2 separate regions of the Mus musculus genome follow, and region 2 is linked to region 1. The links are chromatin contacts, called in public HiChIP or PLAC-seq maps. All regions are on one chromosome and are shown on one strand. Each heading gives the region's core, a stretch centred on a gene start, on an enhancer-like site or on the middle of the called end of the contact. The rest is flanking DNA. Distances are from core to core; before and after follow the strand shown.

The links. HiChIP or PLAC-seq counts read pairs in DNA pulled down with a chosen protein or histone mark.
Region 2: a contact with region 1 is called in an H3K27ac HiChIP or PLAC-seq map of embryonic fibroblasts, with 27 read pairs. The contact joins the promoter of Ncor2 here to the enhancer-like site in region 1. A contact is called at or near these places in 4 of 39 promoter capture datasets (the 3T3-L1 cell line, hippocampal neurons, liver and 1 more), 1 of 15 datasets of contacts at CTCF or cohesin (the NIH/3T3 cell line), 70 of 484 Hi-C or Micro-C datasets (the AML12 cell line, the C2C12 cell line, CD4 T cells and 38 more), 40 of 115 datasets of contacts at active chromatin or transcription factors (CD8 T cells, the HPC-7 cell line, the NIH/3T3 cell line and 30 more) and 3 of 9 other capture datasets (adipose tissue, liver and pancreatic islet).

The regions. Positions count from the first base shown.
Region 1 is chr5:125,139,002-125,143,471 of GRCm38.p6, forward strand. The region is part of intron 1 of Ncor2 (nuclear receptor co-repressor 2); the gene reads right to left. Among named protein-coding and RNA genes, the nearest start is that of Ncor2, 38 kb to the right of the region's middle. Within about 2 kb of position 2,005, at least 324 of the 459 cell types and tissues checked have an H3K27ac peak or open chromatin away from gene starts, as enhancers often do. A contact at or near this core is called in the AML12 cell line, the C2C12 cell line, CD8 T cells and 48 more, where this site is marked.
Region 2 is chr5:125,177,020-125,181,489 of GRCm38.p6, forward strand. It overlaps Ncor2 (nuclear receptor co-repressor 2), which reads right to left and starts at 2,195. Exons shown (of 47, transcript NM_011424.3): 1 at 1,978-2,195.

The sequences.
Region 1 (4,470 bases), core at 755-3,254:
GACCTCAGCTGCCACAGCTTCTCCATCCCACACCCAACCTTGCTCTGGCTTCCATGCAGGCTTCTCAGTAGCAGGGACATCACCCAAACTCCCCATGGGACAGAGGCAGCCTCTACCCAGCCAACACCCTCCAAGCAGACACAAGAACAGTAGGGGCATGTACAGGCCCCAACTCCCAGGACGACTGGCGGTGGGCAGCTAGCATGGTGGCCTAGACGAGAAAAAGGAGCTGTCAGATGGCTGCTGCTGGCCAGACACGAGGGGCTCTGCGCCAGCAGAAGCAGCACTTGGTGTGTCACTTACAAACACAGAAGCATCGCCACCTTCAGCAGAACACAGGACCTCCCAGCCTGGCCCAACCCCCAAGCCACGCTGGGCAGTATCAAGGACCCATGCACGCTCGGGGGAAATGGGACAATGGGCTTGCAAGGGAGGCCAGGTGAAGGCCTGCACCAGCCCAGGATTCGAGTCCCTGCAAAGCAAGGGGGTCCGGGAAGATTACATATGGAGTCTACCCCTGAACACCACCCAGCACTGTAGCCCCTGGGGCTCCCATTGCTCCCTCAAGGCACACCTGGATGCTGGGGAGTTCCAGGGCTTGACTAAGGTGGTATGTCCTACGAGGCTCGGGCTATGCCTTGAACTTCCATCTGACCCCCCCCCCCAACTCCATGAACACTGTTTCTTCAAGATGGCACGTACCCACCATTGGCCCAGGTAAGCCTGCTGTTGTCACTGTCATCCTCACCAGAAACCACAACCCTAGTCAGTACCACAAACCCACCCTGTGCCAGAGAACTGTGTCATCGGGTCCTTTAGACAACATGACTTGCTACATGCCCACTTGCCAGATGGGAAGACTGAGACTCCAAAACAGGAAGTGGCTTGCCAGAGTCATTTAACTTGAGTCCTGCCCCAGAGCCTACTCTTCCGCTATTCCTCCTCCTATTACCTCTACTCCCATGGGGATCCGTCACTCCTTTCTACACTTAGGGAAATAAGAGTAAGAGTTAAGGGGCACACTGAAAGCTACAGAATTGGAAACGGGACTGGATGTACAACTAGGGTCTGAGGCAAATGAGCTGTGCCTTCTGGAGCCCCCACAATAGCCTGAGCTTGGGGATCCTTGGAAGCTACATCCCAGCTGCAACCCCCCACCCCCAGGCCTGGAGAAGCCCATCCTCTGCCCTGGGCTTGCTGCCGCAGGCGGCTGCTGTGAGCTTCCGAAGCCTTTCCAACTTTCCAATGTTTACCCCTCGCGCGCTGCCAAGGCCCTGGGCAAGCCTGGGCCGGTGGCCCTCATTTCAAACCAGACAGGGCGCTGAGCCAAGCTCCACTTCAGCGGGGGAGGCAGGCTGGGCCCACAATGCCTGCACCTGGCTCCCCCCCAGCCCAAGCTCCCAAGTCCCCACGCTCTGATCCCGTCACCCCACGGCCCGACCTACACTGTCCTACTATCCCACCAAGCACTGGGTAGGCATGCTCAAGGCAAGCACAATGTCTGTACCATACATCCCCTCCCAGGGCCACCAGCCAGCACCCAGTGCCTCACGTCTTCCGGATATCAACAACTTTTCCCGATAAGATAACCTACTGTCCCATGCACAGGACCCTGAGACACATCCTGTCTCGGGCCTCTCCAGCCACCCCAGCTGGCTGACGGGGGCCGGCAGGAACCAGGGCCACCATACCTCAGACGGGGCTGGGGCAATTCCAGGGGTCCTCAGGCAGTGTCCTTTGCCCACATCCTGCAAATCATAGCCCTCTGGTCTGTGGCACCATCCCTAGGGTCTGGGGATGTGGGCACCCCCAGCCAGGCAACTTCTCTTACCAGTGCATGGCCAGCAACAGCCTGAGTGGGCTCCACACAACTTGCAGGAACTGCCCCACGCGGCAAGCGAGGGCCGGCAGTGAGCCAGCCCTGGTCAGCATGCCCTGTATCCGAGGCCCGACCCACAGGCGTCTAGGGGCCAGCCCTTGGCCAGCGACAGGGCCATCCTCCCTCCAGACCAAGCGGGCAAGGGGCGGCCCCACACAGCAGCCGCACCCCTTCCCGCGAGACTTGGGCTCCCACCCCGACTGGGGAGGCCCTGGTGGGGACCAGCAGCCTGCTAGGCCGCAGGCTTCTGTCCTAATGTCCCCCAAAATCAGGGCACCAGAGGCGTGTCAGGGATACCCTGCGGGGTGGTGTGACCCACTGTGGGCCACCACCAAGACTCAGGCCCAGCTCTGCGTCCGCCACCCAGGCCTATAAACACGGAATTACATAAGTCCACTCTTGTTCCAGAGCCAAAAGTACCGAGCTGCTAGCAGCCTTGGCAGTCGGGACTAATTCCTCATCGCCATGGTAACCCTGGCGGGCTTCCAGCCACTGGGGCTCAACACTGCGAGGCCTTTTTATAGCTTTTGAGAAGCCCTCTCCCTCCTTGCTGCTGGCAGAGGGACCTGGGCCAGCCACGGCCCCTCCTTTAACCATTTCCTCCCAGCCAGCCAGCCCTGGCGTCCTCCAGTCCTGCAGGGCCAGATGGCCAGAGGAAAATGCTCCCGTCCGTCCCGACCTTCCGATCCTAACTAAAGGAAACCGGGCCTGGGGCTCAGGGCTCAGGTCATCTTGGTGACAGGCCCACAAAAAGGCAGAGCTGAACGCACACAGAGGCCAGAAGAGATGGCCAGATGCTTGGGCAGGCGTCAGCACTGGCTGTGACTTGCTGGGTGACTCACATCCAGCCCAACCTCCTCTGGGTGTGGGCTGTGCATCTTTCTCAAAGCAGGCTGGCTCTGCAGCTGTGGGGCTTTGGGCCACAGCCCTGAGGTGTTGGGGCAGTGGTCTCCCTGATGCTGCAGTCTCTTAATACAGTCCCTCATGTTATGGTGAACCCCCAACCATAAAATTATTTTTGTTGCTACTTCATAACTGTAATTTTGCTGCTGTTACACATCATAACATAAATATCTGTGTTTTCCCACGGTCTTGGGCGACCCCTGTGGAAAGGTTTGTACCCACATGTTGAGAACCACTCTGTTAGGGTCTCAAATGGCTTCCACTTCAGTACCCAGAAGTCAGGTCAACATGATGCAAGCTTTGCACCCCGCCCCCTAAGCAGGAAGCCCAGGCCATACACACAGCCAAATGTGGGGCCAGAATGGAAATAAGGAAGGTCTGGAAGATGGAAAGATGAGGCCAGGGAGGGGCCAAGAGGAGGAGAGGAAAAGGAGACAGGCCTCCAACAGGGGCTTCAATCACAGCCACAATCCCGTCATCAGGCTGAAGATGACCAGCAATGTTATGTCTGACAGCTCAACCACGACCATGCCAAGCAGGGTGCCCGGGGTAAAGCCATCCCTAGAGCACGACAGAAAGTGACACCCCACTTTCCACTGTGAGCCCAGGAGGAAGTTATGTGACCCAAAGGAAGCAGTCCTAGAAAAAAACTGCCCTGGGATTTGAACCAGGGTCGTGGCGGTACCCACAGTGCCACAACCAGCAAGAAGCCACCAGTCAAGGATAGAGAATCATCTCAGCAGTTGAGAAAACTGGCTGTGCTTGCACGGGACCTGGGTTCAACTCCCAGCACTCACACGGCGGCTCACAACTGTAAGTCCAGTTCCAGAGTATCTGACACCCTCACACAGGCATAAAGACACGCATGGAGGCAAAATACCAATGCACGTGAAATGAAAATAAAGAAAAAGATTTAAAAAAAGAATATTGTAAAATCAATAACTTGCATACTACAACAACGACGACGACGATGACAAAAAACGAAGTCACTGCCGCCGCCACCTGTCAGCTCAAGACTAAGGCAGATTAACACAGAGCAAAAGCCTGTGGCCACTGAGGGTTATGGAAAGACCAACAGCCACAGGGAGACCACCAAGGAGACAGCTAAGCTCTTGCAGTCCAAAAGACCTGGACATCCCTCCTGACTGCTCTGTGATGTCCATAACCCAAGAAGGGCTTCCAGAGGCTTCGGTCGCCCCAACCCCACTGGCAAAGTTGGGGCGCCCACCCTGCAGCCATCTTTTACAAGTAGGGGAAACTGAGGCATTAAACAACGGGGCAATTAAAGCCCATCTTTTCAGCCAAGATGTAACCACTGGGATAGTCCCCCTATCCCTGGCTCTCACTGTGACACCGGGAGACGGAAACCCAGAATAAAGCCATATCCACACCATCCCAATGCCACCAGGAAGCTGTGGTCAGGGGTGTTCCCCCATTTTCTGCCCTGCATTTGTTCCAGCTGAGGCTGCAGGAGAACCATGCCTTTCCCAAAGGTTAACCCACAAGTACAGTTTCAAAGCGCACTGGGTCGGATCACAGTGAGGGGCAGGCTGATCACCCGGTCATATCCCTTTTTGCAGTCATGCCCACAGCTCTGTCTTCTCATGAGATACCAGGCAACTTAGTGTTCAGTAAGTGACTTAATGATCAGATATCACCAAAAGCCAGAAGCAACTACACACAGAGCA
Region 2 (4,470 bases), core at 945-3,444, 38 kb after region 1:
CTCCACCACTCACTGCAGCTCAGCTGGCTGCCAACTCCGTGTTTGCCTGTGCTCAATGGGCTGAGGCCTGGCCCTTCTCCATCCTGCCTCCTCCATCAGACCCTCCCTGCTCCCAAAGGTGGAGCAGACACTCACTCTCGTGGGTTTCCCCAATACGACGACAGAGCAAGGATGAGAATCCGGAAATAACAGTAGTCATAGTAACCTATCCAAGGACCCTCTGCACAGACTTGGTTCTCAGAAGCGCCCCAGACCAGGGAACTGTTTTCACCCTCACTCTGCAGAAAAGAAGCCCATAACCACAGGCAGGTGAAGTCATCTGCCCCCCCACCCCAACTCCCCATCAGTCAGCCACCCAAGATTCGAACCCAGGAGCTGAGCTACAGAACCAACCAGAACGCTTAGGCCTCTAGCCACCTCGCCTCCTTGACTATTCTGCCCCCTCCTCTACAATTAAAAAAGAAAAAGAGGCCACCCACGAAGTCCCCAGCAGTGGCCTGAGATGCACCCCCTACACGCGCCTGGCCTCAGAGCCCCTTTCATCAAAGCAGCCGCAGGGACCAGCGCTGGAATCAAAAGGGCAAAGCCAAGGCCACCCTAACACTGCCCACAGGGCCCCCCCAGGGATCCTATGCCTTCCACTCCTACCTCCCCTCTCACACATCCCTCCACAAAATCTGCAAAGAGGGAGGAAAAAAAGCCGTAATCGTAATAAAACCAGTTCTCACCAACAGGGGGGAGGAGAAGGAGAGGAAGGGAGGAGGCTGAGAACGAACGGATCCGCCCCCGCTGCCTGCACCAGACTCTCGGGGAGGGCGCGCGCGCACGCCGCCGGATGGACCTAGCTGTGCGAATAAAGCTACAATGTAAAGATTATTCAGCCGCCGCTGCTGGGCGCCTCCAGCTCTAGAGGCCCGAGGGACCGCCTGTCTGGACGCCCGCCCGGCTCTCCTCCCTCAAGGTCGGGAGGGGAGGCCGCTTCCCACGCGCGTCTGGGGGTGCTGGGGCTCCCGGCTGCCCCGCTAGGCTCGGATCTGCAACTTCCCAAACTAGTGGCATCCGAAGTATCCGCACGGCCAGGGGGAGGGTACAGGAGGCGGCGCCGCGTCACCGGAGGGGGGGCGCGGCCGCCCACGGGGTCCTTGGGTCCCCAGAATGCGCCACCCCCGAGGGTCTCAGATCCTGGCCTGTGCCACCCCAGAGTCGCCGGGGGAAGCGGCCGGGAGGGGGTCCCAAGTCCTAGAGCTGCGCCACCCACCCCTGAGAATCCCGGTTCTCAGGCTGCGCCACAACAGAGGGTCCATGAGTCCTGGCCCTCTCCAAAACAAGAGTACATCAGTCAATCCTCAGGCTGCGCCACCCTGCTGCAAGATCCCCGGGGCCTGGCCTTCAAAACATACCACAGGGTAGCCGGGTCCTGGCCTAAACTGCAAGCAGAGCTCTCGGGTCCTGACCTGAATCTCCCTGCAGGGTTCCCGGGTCTTAGCTCGTGCCATCTCAGAAGGTCCCCGGGTCCTGGCTTCTACCACCCTAAAGAGTCTCCAGGTCCGGGGCTACTTTATCCCAGAGGATCCCTGGTCCCGGCCTGTGATTCCCTGCAGGGCTACCAGTCCTCAGGTTGTGCCACCCTACATGGTCCCCAGGTCTTCAGGCTGCGCCACCCAGGAGGTACCCGGTTCCTGGCCTGGAGGGTCCCCGGTTCTCGGCCTGTTCCATCCCGCAAGGTCCCCGATTCTCGGCCTGCTCCACCCCGCAGGTCCCTAAGTCTTGGCCTGTTCCATCCTTCAGGGTCCCGGGTGCCAGGGTCGCGGCCTGCACCGCCCTGCAAGGTCCCGAGAGTTCCCGAAGTTCCCGCGCCCCCGCGCGCTCCCTGCCGCGCCGCCCGTCCCCTCGGGGGCGCCAACTCCGCCGCGTGCGCCGCCCCGGCCCGGAAGCCACCCGCTCCCCGCCGCCCTCCGCGCACTCGGCCCGACTCACCTCGCCGGCGGCGGCACCGGGCGCTGGCGCCGGGCTACGGCGCCGATCGGGCTCGAGGATGCGGCGGGTCCGGGCTGAGAGCCTGCGGTCTCCGCCCGCCGCGCTACGACGCGGGGCCCGGACGCGCGGGCCGCTGCGGGGCGCGCATGGCGGGCGCGGGCGGCTGGCGCGGGGACGGGGATGCGGCCCGGCCTGCGCTGCCCGCGGCTCCGCTCCTGGCGGCGAGGGGCGGGGCGAGGGGCGGGGCCTTGTGGAAGCCCGCCCCTGCCGCCTTAAAGGGCCCGCATGCACGCCTTCCAGGCCTACGCACCCCGCCGCCGTGCGCGCACCCCGAGCTGCGTTTTTTTTTTTTTTTTTTTTTTTTTTTTTGCCCGAAGAAGGCGGAGCAAATACCTCCTCGCCCCCTCCTCCTCCGCGAACCCCAGAGACTTCACGGGAATCGCGTTTCAGCTATTAAATTATAACTCAGGAGTGTCCAGGGGATGCGGAGACGACGCCCCGGGAGGGCCACCCACGGAGCCCTCAGAGTCGCACGCAGATGCTCAGCGACGCGCTGGGCCTCGCCTGGGAGATTGGGGAAAGGCTCTGCGGACCACAACCAATGACGAGCTGGTTCAGGGACTGCAATATGAGATCCTGGAGAGGCCCACGCGAGTCGCGCTACGCAGCCCTGTCACCCGGGCCCCCTGATATCTAAAATGAACAGCCATAGGGAATTTTCCAGGACACGTGCCTAGGCTACGTTCTGAGCCCATGGTCCAGTCTTGGACACCCAATCAGGACCACTCAACCCCAGTAGGAGCTTGCCCACTAGCAGTAGAGCTCATTCACATGCCCCATAGTGGGCCCTCTCTGCCTTAGATCTTTAACAGCAGCCAAGCAAGGGAACCCAGCCCTGCAGCCGCCGCCTCCCTCCTCTTCTGCTTTCCCTAGACGCGTTGGAGAGTTTGATTTTTTTTTTTAATTTAACTTTCCTTTTTTGGAGTGAAGTCTCAGCAGATTCGGTTCTGCCAACAAGAGAACCCCTAGGGAGGGGGGGCGGTATGGCTGCGGCGGGAGTGCGGTTGCCAGGGCAAGGGCCTCTTCCTCAGGGGTACTGGGGTTCCTGCACCCATGCCGCCGGTTCCCTCTCCCCACCCCTGAGCTTTTGAGTCCGGGTGTGGGGCAGATAGTGGAGGGGGAACCGAGTCCAAGAGTGGGAAAAAAAAAAAAAAAAAGGAAGTGTACGAGGGGGCGGGTGCCCTTTGGAACTGGAGTCAGAGGTCAGGGGCACACACCCATGGCGTTGCACCCACTCTTCGGCTGCCCGGCTGGCAATGTGAGGGCTCAAAACCAGACCTGCAGAAGGCCGGCTAGATAGTCCTACGGGAGGGAAGAGACAAGGCTAGCCTCTCTCTCCAGCCTGCCTACTGGTCCCCTGGAGTCATCTAGGGACACTCCCTCATTTGCATAGGTTCAGATTTCTCTCTTATGGAGAAAGAGTTGGGGTGTCTTCTGACTCCCCGGCTTTTGCCAACCTCAGTCACTGGTGGCGGGGGGGGGGGGGGGGGGGGGGGGGCAGCCGCCATCGGGTATGCTATGCTTTCAGACAAAGACCAGGGTCACATGGAAGCCTTGGCAGCTTCTCCACCCAAGTCTCTATAAGGCAAAGCCACTGAGGCCAGAGGAAAGTATTGCACTAAAGAAGACTGGCTGGCTGGCTTCTTTCTCAGTTTCCTGCTATAAACTGTGCAGCCCTGTCCTCCTGAGCCACAGGAAAGGACAGACACTCCCCACAGTGACCCTGGAGCTTCATCCCAAAGTGGTGGCGGGAGTCCAGTGTCGATTCCACATGACCCAAGAGTAGACCTAGACCCGAGAAATAACCTGCCCTGCCCAAATCCCCCGGCCACAAATTTCTAATGGGTGCTCCCTCACAGGCTGTAGACAGACTGGCAGCAAGAAACATCAGCTAAGCTGGACCTACACTATCCTCACACACTGGTACCTCAAGAGTTACTTCCCTCATAACACACCACACCTTGTTTGCTACTGGGCTCTTGGGGGTAAGGAGTCTTGGAGATCTAAGGACAGCTGATAGCAAGGCAAGTTTAAATAACTGCTGAAGAGCCTGAAATCCAGAATTGGCTCAAAGATACTCTGCAGTGTATCCAGCCTAATAATGTCCCAGGCACACAAGAAGTAAGGGCTTTAAATGTGGTTCAGTACGGTAGCGCACTTGCCTAGAAGTGCAGGCTGGATGATCAGGAGTTCAAGGTCACCCTCACACCAATATCAGGGTTCCAAGCCCAGCTTGGAGCATTGAATTCATGAGACTCTATCTCAAAAACAAATTACAAAGTAAGGGCAGGAGAGATAGTTTAGTGGTCCAGAGCACTGGATAATCTTCCAGATGGACCCAGGTTCAAGTCCCAGCACCCAAATGGTGGCTCAAGACCATCTGTAATTCCAGTTCCAGGGGAAGCCAACAGACTCTCTGGCCTCTGTAAGGAC